Linked DNA regions of Columba livia: region 2 is linked to region 1. A link is a contact called in public Hi-C data. All regions are on one chromosome and are shown on one strand. Each heading gives the region's core, a stretch centred on a gene start, on an enhancer-like site or on the middle of the called end of the contact. The rest is flanking DNA. Distances are from core to core; before and after follow the strand shown. Region 1 has its middle 18 kb from the start of NTAQ1. Region 2 overlaps ANXA13 (annexin A13).

Evidence for each region. Hi-C and Micro-C count contacts between places; a contact is called where the count stands out from the background.
Region 2: a Hi-C map of liver shows a contact between it and region 1, with 6 times the contacts expected there. The contact joins two enhancer-like sites. A contact is called at or near these places in 2 of 2 Hi-C or Micro-C datasets (crop and liver).

What each region holds. Positions count from the first base shown.
Region 1 is chr2:149,907,018-149,910,842 of bColLiv1.pat.W.v2, forward strand. No RefSeq gene overlaps it. Among named protein-coding and RNA genes, the nearest start is that of NTAQ1, 18 kb to the left of the region's middle. Within about 2 kb of position 2,049, at least 1 of the 3 cell types and tissues checked has an H3K27ac peak away from gene starts, as active enhancers do.
Region 2 is chr2:149,986,598-149,990,489 of bColLiv1.pat.W.v2, forward strand. ANXA13 (annexin A13) reads right to left here. Exons shown (of 11, transcript XM_005507283.3): 11 at 3,122-3,256. The coding sequence ends at 3,137. Among named protein-coding and RNA genes, the nearest start is that of KLHL38, 5.2 kb to the left of the region's middle. Within about 2 kb of position 2,579, at least 1 of the 3 cell types and tissues checked has an H3K27ac peak away from gene starts, as active enhancers do.

The DNA of each region.
Region 1 (3,825 bases), core at 799-3,298:
GTCCAGGGCATTGCACACACTGTCCAGGTTAGGTAACAGCAGAACTGAGAATTTTAAGATCATGTTTTAGATGAATGGGTTGTGTAAAGCACTTTTTATCCTTCAGGTAGGTAAGTGATTGATTCTCATATACATGTATATCCTGTGCATTGGTCAACAGACCCTTCAAGATGTTGCAGAACATCAGGTTCTCATCCCTCCGTATTTGAGTATGTCATTTGATTTAAATACTGAGCTGCCATCCTCAGTTGGTTTCTGGTGCCTGAAATCCATGACATGCTCCCTTTAGTGAGGCTCAGACACAAGAATTTGCCTGGTTTAATCTAGTTTCAGGATTGAGGCTGCTAAGAAGGAGAACACTCACAACCATTTTTCTCATGCTCATTTAGGGCCCCTAATATAAGGAGGAACTACTTGCTTCACCATAATTGGAAGAGACCAGCCCTTTTTGTAATGCTGATGAGCCTTGGTGTCCCATCAGTAGGACAGAGGTGAATTTCCTCCCCTATTTGCTCCTTTCTCCAACTAACCTGCATCCTGGCTCTTTAGGGGAACTTGCTGTGCTTAACCTTTCTGCTGTCACCTCAGACTGATGCGTGAGGTGGCCCAGCCAGCATGGTTTATTCACTGAGCACCACCGTAAGTTGCAGGCAGAAAAGCAAAATTTGTTGAGAGCCTCTTCGCCGAGTTACTGCAGCAGCAGCATGCGTCACAAGTTCAAACAAAGAGCTGCCACTGTTTGTAAAGCTGATGGCGAGGAGGGGCTTTCACTGCCAGACATCACTAATTATCAGTTCTGCGATCATTGATGTGTTTAAACACTTAATCATAGAATCATTTCAGTTGGAAGAGACCATCAAGACCATCAAGTCCAACTGTTAACCTAACACTGGCGCTAAACCGTGTCCCTAAGAACCTCATCTACACGTCTTTTAAGCACCTCCAGGGATGGCGACTCCACCACTTCCCTGGGCAGCCTGTTCCAACGCCTGACAACCCTTTCTGTGAAGAAATTTTCTTAATAACCAGTATAAACCTGCCCTGGCACAACTTGAGTCCGTTTGTTCTTGTCCTGTCACTTGTTACTTGGGAGAAGAGACCAACCCCCTCCATGCTACAACCTCCTTTCAGGTAGTTGCAGACAGTGATAAGGTCTCCCCTCAGCCTCCTTTTCTCCAGGTTGAACAGCCCCAGTTCCCTCAGACACTCCTCATAAGACTAGCGACTTAGTATTCAAATGACTTTATACCACAGATTTACATACATATGGGGTACACCATATGGCAAAGCAGGACTCCGTGGTCTTCAGGTACAGCTCCAAGCTGGGCTCATGCTGCTGTGAGATGTAAAACAATGTGAAAGCTTTGACATTGCTGCAGGACTGGATTGCTGGGGTGCAGTGGAACAGCAGGATTGGCATGTGCTCACATGTACTCCATGCTGTCAATAGCCTTTGAGACTTTTAATCTTTTTTGTGTCCAGAAGATGTTCTGTTGTGTTCAGCATGAAGATGTGCTGCTCATTCATACTTTCAGTACTATGATTTCTTACTGCAGCTTAGCTTTCCGTTCACTTTCAACCTTCTTTACCTTGTCTTCTCGCACAGTGAAGTCTATCTGTTGTCCAGTTTGTTACAGTATTGATACGATGAGAGCCCTTGTGCAGTGGTGTTTTGGACTAGGTCACCCTTCAGTCAGGCATTGAACAAAGCAAGAAGAAACCTTCCCTGCCCTCAGGTCAGTTACTCACAATCCCATGGTCTCCCAGCTTCTGACTTCTGTTGGCCGCTGGAAAGTCTCCAACACTTCTCAGCGTTGTAACACAAGACCTTGATAGTCTTATAGTCATAACGGGAGGACATCCTATCTCACAGGCAGTTCCTCTCACATCCATCAAGCTAGAGACAGATGCCCCAGCACTGGAGACATTCAAGGTCAGGCTGGACAGGGCTCTGAACAACCTGATGTGGTCGAAGATGTCCCTGTTCATTGTGGGGGGGTTGGACTAGATGTCCTTTGAAGGTCCCTTCCAACCCAAACTATTCTATGATTCTACAACTGACGCAGTAAGCTACAGCATGGGATAGGACACCCACACCTCTCCTGCCTTCTTCTCTTTGCTGCTGCTTTCTAGTTAGGAATATAGTCGATTTGATAACTAACCTCTTCTATTTGGCTGTTTGGGACTTCAGAAAAAAACAGCAAACAACCACTTCTTTTTTTTCACACGCATTTGCTCATTCAGCACATTTTTGCAAACTTAGACGTGAGCAGGTCTGTCTGTAGAAGATACCATTTCTCGGTTGTCCAGCAGAGAGAGCAGTCAGCATTCGGTGGACGCGCGGGTTGGGACACTCGGCTGGAGTTGTTCTCCTGCGCCCGGCCCCGCCGCTAGCTGTTACAGCTCAAAAAACATCATTCTGACAGCAATGCTGTCAAGATAATTGCAAGATCTTGCAAGGTTGCAACTAATGGGTTATGTATTGCCCTCAACTGCCTGAGTCTAACATCAGTGCAAGGCCTTCCTGCGCATGGAGGGCTCTATGTCAGCATCGTCAAACCACCTATCAGCTTTGGGGGGGTCTGTTCAGCATTCATACTCTCTATAAAAATGGGTGTGTGACACCTTAGAATTTCAGACTAATTGTTTCTCTATCAATATATGGATTTCAGGGGCTTAATTTAGGTACCTGGGACACTGCAATCTGACCCGAGCTGTAAAATAAGCTGCAGGGAGGCACTGGGGTGCATTTGTATGAATCAGATTCTAGTAGGATGAGAGCCCAGGTTGGGACATTCTGACCTGTGTGACCTCCTCTCCTCAGCCCTGCGTTGTCGAACCAGAGCCTCACGTGTGCTCTGCAGCACTGTTGTTCTCCAAACACCTGCTGTAAAATGTCCATCTCTGGGGTATGCTGTTCTTTTGTTGGAATTATTTTGGTCCAAATTTTCTTGTTTTTTTTTTCCTAATTTTTTCCCCTGTCTTTTCAGCAAACACGGGTTGTAGACTGGATGACATGAGAAAGCTGTAGCAGGGAATAGGAAGGTGTGAAAATCCCACCGTGTCTCAGCAGTAGTCACAGTTACCTCCCACCAGATGCCTTGCAGAACCATTACTGAGACACCATCCATGACCCAGGTGGTGACTGTCCCCACAACTAGCAGGAGCCACACTGCCAGAAGGGATGACCCGCAGAGCATCGCTTCATGCATCACCTGGCTGAGCAGATGGCTCCAAGTTTGGTGGGGTTGCCCTCCTATGACACTTTGGATTTGCAGGCTTGGAGAATCTCATCTCCTCTTGAGGTGAAACCTGTCTGGACATCTGTCTCTCTTCAGGTAATTACCTACTCAGAAATTTGAGGGAGGGAATGCTGGTGATTTTCTTCTCTCTTCTGGCTTCTTCCTTATGCAGGAGTTCGCCCAGTTGAGGCCAAGGTTAGTGAGTGTCTGGAGACATCTGCTCAGGTTTGCTCAGCAGCTGTGTGTACCCTTCCCGGTGGAGCTCGGCTCCTGACGAAGGTCTTTGTTTGTGATCATGGAGTCAGAAGCAAAGCTCTCCATACAGATGCAGCCTTTCAACAAGTTAAATGCAGCTGCAGTAGTGGTTCTGGAAAATCTCTCCAGTTTGACCTAAGATAAACAAATATGGTTGCTTAAGTACCCTCAATGTTTCCTTATACTTACAGTAGGAAATACCTTGGATACTGAGGGCAGCTAAAACAAATCTAACTTAGTTATCTCAGGCCCCTGGCAAGTCCCTGAGCTTCTGAGTGAGCTGAGCCACTTCCTAGGCAAGAGGCGTACCAAGCTTCGTTTTATAGCG
Region 2 (3,892 bases), core at 1,329-3,828, 80 kb after region 1:
GACCGGTGATGTCAGACAACTTCTAAAACTCATACACTGATCCTATTACAATTCAGGTGAAAATGAACAAATATGGATAAGGAAGAAGGACTGTTCAAGGCAGAAACTTCACTGAGCTTATTCAGTGTTATACGTGCTGTCTCGATGACTACCAGCCTGCACAGTTACCAAGACAGATCATCACTGTCCCAGAATTTGCAGTCCAGATAGACAGGGGGACAAGAAAAAATATTCCTTATTATGGTCTTTGTAAAACTGGGAGAGGGAGCAAACCCCAGGATTAACATTCCTCATGTTGAAAGAGACAATTACAGGGATCAGAATTAATCAGATGCCATGAGTTGGAGAGGATGGGAAGATGCCCCAAGCAGCAGTGGTGGCTGGCTGGGATGATGGGCTTCAGCCCAGGCTGGGATAGCAACCAGGGTAACGTGGGCACCCGACATCATTTTAATTGTTATAAGCTGGAGAGGAGAGAGTCTTTTGCTCACAAACTACCTAATTCTCCCAGAGTCATGGGACGATTGGGTTGGGGAGCCCCTGGGAGCTCACCTAGTGCAACCTCCTGCTCACAGCAGAGCTAACGTCAGAGGTAGATCAGGTTGCCCAGGGACTTGTCCAGATGAATTTTTGAAATCTTGAAAGATGGAGATTTCACAATCTCTCTGGACAACCTGTTCCAGTCCCGAAACACTCTCCTGGTGAAGATTTTTTTCTGTATGTCTGATTAGAAGTTCCTTTGTTGCAACTTGTGAATGATGCCGCTTGCCCACAGAGAAGTCTGCTGTGGTCAGCTATCTGGTCTTCTTATTCTTTCAGTTCAAATACTCTTATGATCCTTCTCTCTCATTCCTCTGTTACTTCTGCATTTCTCATTTTCTATTTAGCTGCTTAGCAAACATGATTTCCCTGTGTCCCATCACCACATCTGTCATTCACGTTGTTATGATACTTAATTCTGAACTAAGGCTTAGCTTAAGACTTGATCAAATCTGGGTTTGGTTCTGATTTTGCAGGTGAGGTAACAGACTACCTCTGGTCTTGAAATCTGAACTTGAATTTTGAACCCCTGACCTGAACTTGTTTTATAGAGGCACAGAGACAAGTTTTAATCCTACAGTATTGGAAAAACAGAGCAACTTCACAGGTGTCACTGCCACCACTGTTGGTGTTGTGTACAGATAGAGAGATATAGCATGTAATTCAATAATGAGTTTGGCGCAGTATGTGTGGCTGTGAAGATGTGTGGGCTCCTGGCTTGGTTTCAGGCCAATCTCTAATTAAAGAGTGAAAGATTAAGATGAAAGCGATTGTACTCCTCCTTCTTTAGTTAGAATGACCTACTAGCGTTAATTAAAACAGTCTTCAGGCAAAAAGAAATTTGGCTGCCAAAGCTAAGTGCTTCACATTAAATAAGGACATAGCTGGGTTTAAAGTGTGCTGAGCTTCTAGAGCTTTCGCAGAAACCACTCATATAGCTTTGAGCACTCTTGTTGGAATATTTTAAAACAAATCCTTTGCCTAAAACAGCTCCTTCATGTGCATTTCAGACACCGCTGGCTTTTTCTTCAAATGATGTCATTTGAGAATGGGTATCTGCCAGCTTATCTCGGACTGAACATACAGTGTGACCTCTGGAGGATGAAATATCACCAGGAACACTGGACACCTAAGCAGATTATTCATCTATCCTTTCTATGGTTTCTGGTTACAAGAGCCCCATGGCAACAGCAACGAGAAGATGTGCAGATCCTGCACTGCTCTTCTCTTTCTGGGTCTGAACATTAAAATACCTTTGATAAAGGCGAATCTGGAATCAGATGGTTCACTTCAGGTACAGGATCTGCCCCTGATATTTTCAGGTTGCTAGAAATGTTGTCAAAGGAAGATCAGGCCTCTAAAATGTCAGAACACCCTTTTACATCTGTGTGACACACAGATGACCGTTCTTAAAAGCCCTCAATCTCTCCCATTTTCCATTTATTTTGCCCCATCTTCACAAACTGTAACTAGATGGCCAGGTACTACTGCTGTAGCACTCATACAAGCAGGGAAACAGACATCCAGTGCTTCAGAAATAATGTTTTCAATGGGAATTAGAGGCCATCAGCCACCACACCTCAGAGGATCTCAGTCTGAAAGACCCTTCCCCTTGCAGAGCAGGGCACTCAAAAGGGGGAAGGGGTCAGACACAGAGATGCTTACAAGTCCTTCTCCTTGACACAGACTCTCTTATTTGTCAGCCCTGTCACGTTATTTGTCATCTACTTTTTCTCTCATAGGATTATAGGATTTTAGGATAATCCAGGGAGGAAGGGACCTCTGGTGGTCTCTAGTTCAACCTCCTGCTCCAAGCAGAGTGAACCATGAGATCAGACCAGGTTGCTCAGGGTTTTATCCAGTCAGATCTCAGAAACCCCCAAGGATGGAGACCATGCAGCTGTCCTGAGGTCATGTTTGCCTCTGTGGGAACAGCATTTCCCTGCCTGACAGGTCCACCTCACAACGCCCCATCTCTTTCCCAGCTATGCTCCTACCACATCTCAGGAGCTGGTGCTGATGGGGGCTGCAAGTCCTTATCTCCTTCAGGGGATAACTTAGGAGGTGACTATGCTGAGAGGGCAACTCACAGACAGAGAAATCATTCTGACCTTCCCTGTTGATAGCAGGATTTTAATCAGGGCCTGACTTAAATCATTAATTTACAGCCCTCAGGTTGTTTAAAGAGCTGCGATAATGGGCTGGGAAGAAATTACTATCCATTTTCTCTTGGCAGGACTGTAAAGGCATGACATGGGACTCATCAAACTGGGGAAAGAACAGAGCTTATCTTCAGAACGAAAGACAGCAAGTCTACTCAGAAGAAACAATGACAAAAGATTCTTTCACATATACAAATGCAAAGAGGTCAATTTAGATTTAGTTTTTTTTAACATGCCTTTATTGCTTAAGGACATTTTGTGAGATAGCCATAACACAAACCTCACATCCAGCATTACTTGGCAACACATTTCCCAGCTGGAAAGAAAATAAATTGGATTTTTTTCTTTGTGCTAATGCCACATTTTTTGCATGCTATTTTGGAAACTAATCAAGAGGTGGCTGCTCAGCATGCCTCTTCATTCTCGATGGCTTTTTAGTGCAAAATAGCCAGCAGCAACTTTCTGAAGTCCCCAGAGGTATCAGATCGGACAGCTTCAGCTAACGACTTCTTGTACATTTGCTGGAACTTCTCCTTTATTGCTGGCAGGTCACTCTGAGGAGACACCAAGAGCCTCGTTAGGAGAGTGGGACGTGCTTTGAGCAATATGCCCTGTCTTACCAGCACCCTTGGGGTCTGATCCAAGGTCCACCACACCTGGTGGGAGGAGGAGAGGAAAAAGCAGGAGGTCTAGAACTCTTGGAGGACTTTTAGCTTAACATTTGGATTTGAGGTAAGCCCATGTCAGATGGTGTGGTGAGGGGACACGAGCCGCAGAGAGGGGTATGGGCCTGTGTGGAGAGCTGTACCAGGGTGGCCGGGGCACCTCTGCCCAGTGCTTGGTACTGGACAAACTCGCACAGATCGCTGCAAGCTCCTGAGACCAGTCCGTGGTGGCAAGCGGGGAAAGAGGCACTTCCAGGAGTATAGCTAAAACAGCTTAGTTCTACCCACAGAAGTAGTTTTCTAGTTACTATGGGGAAGAATTAAATGCCTTGTCTGGAGCTTTCCCATGAAAAGGCACTCATGGCACAGTTCTGATCTATATCACTGGGAGGGTTTAAATGTTATCATGGTTGGACTGTGTCTTGACAGAGAGATTGCCCTGGAGCTTCATTTCTCACACTGCCAGTCATTGAGAAATATACTCTCCTCTTCCCTGTGACTGACTCCTCCTCTTTGTCAAGACTG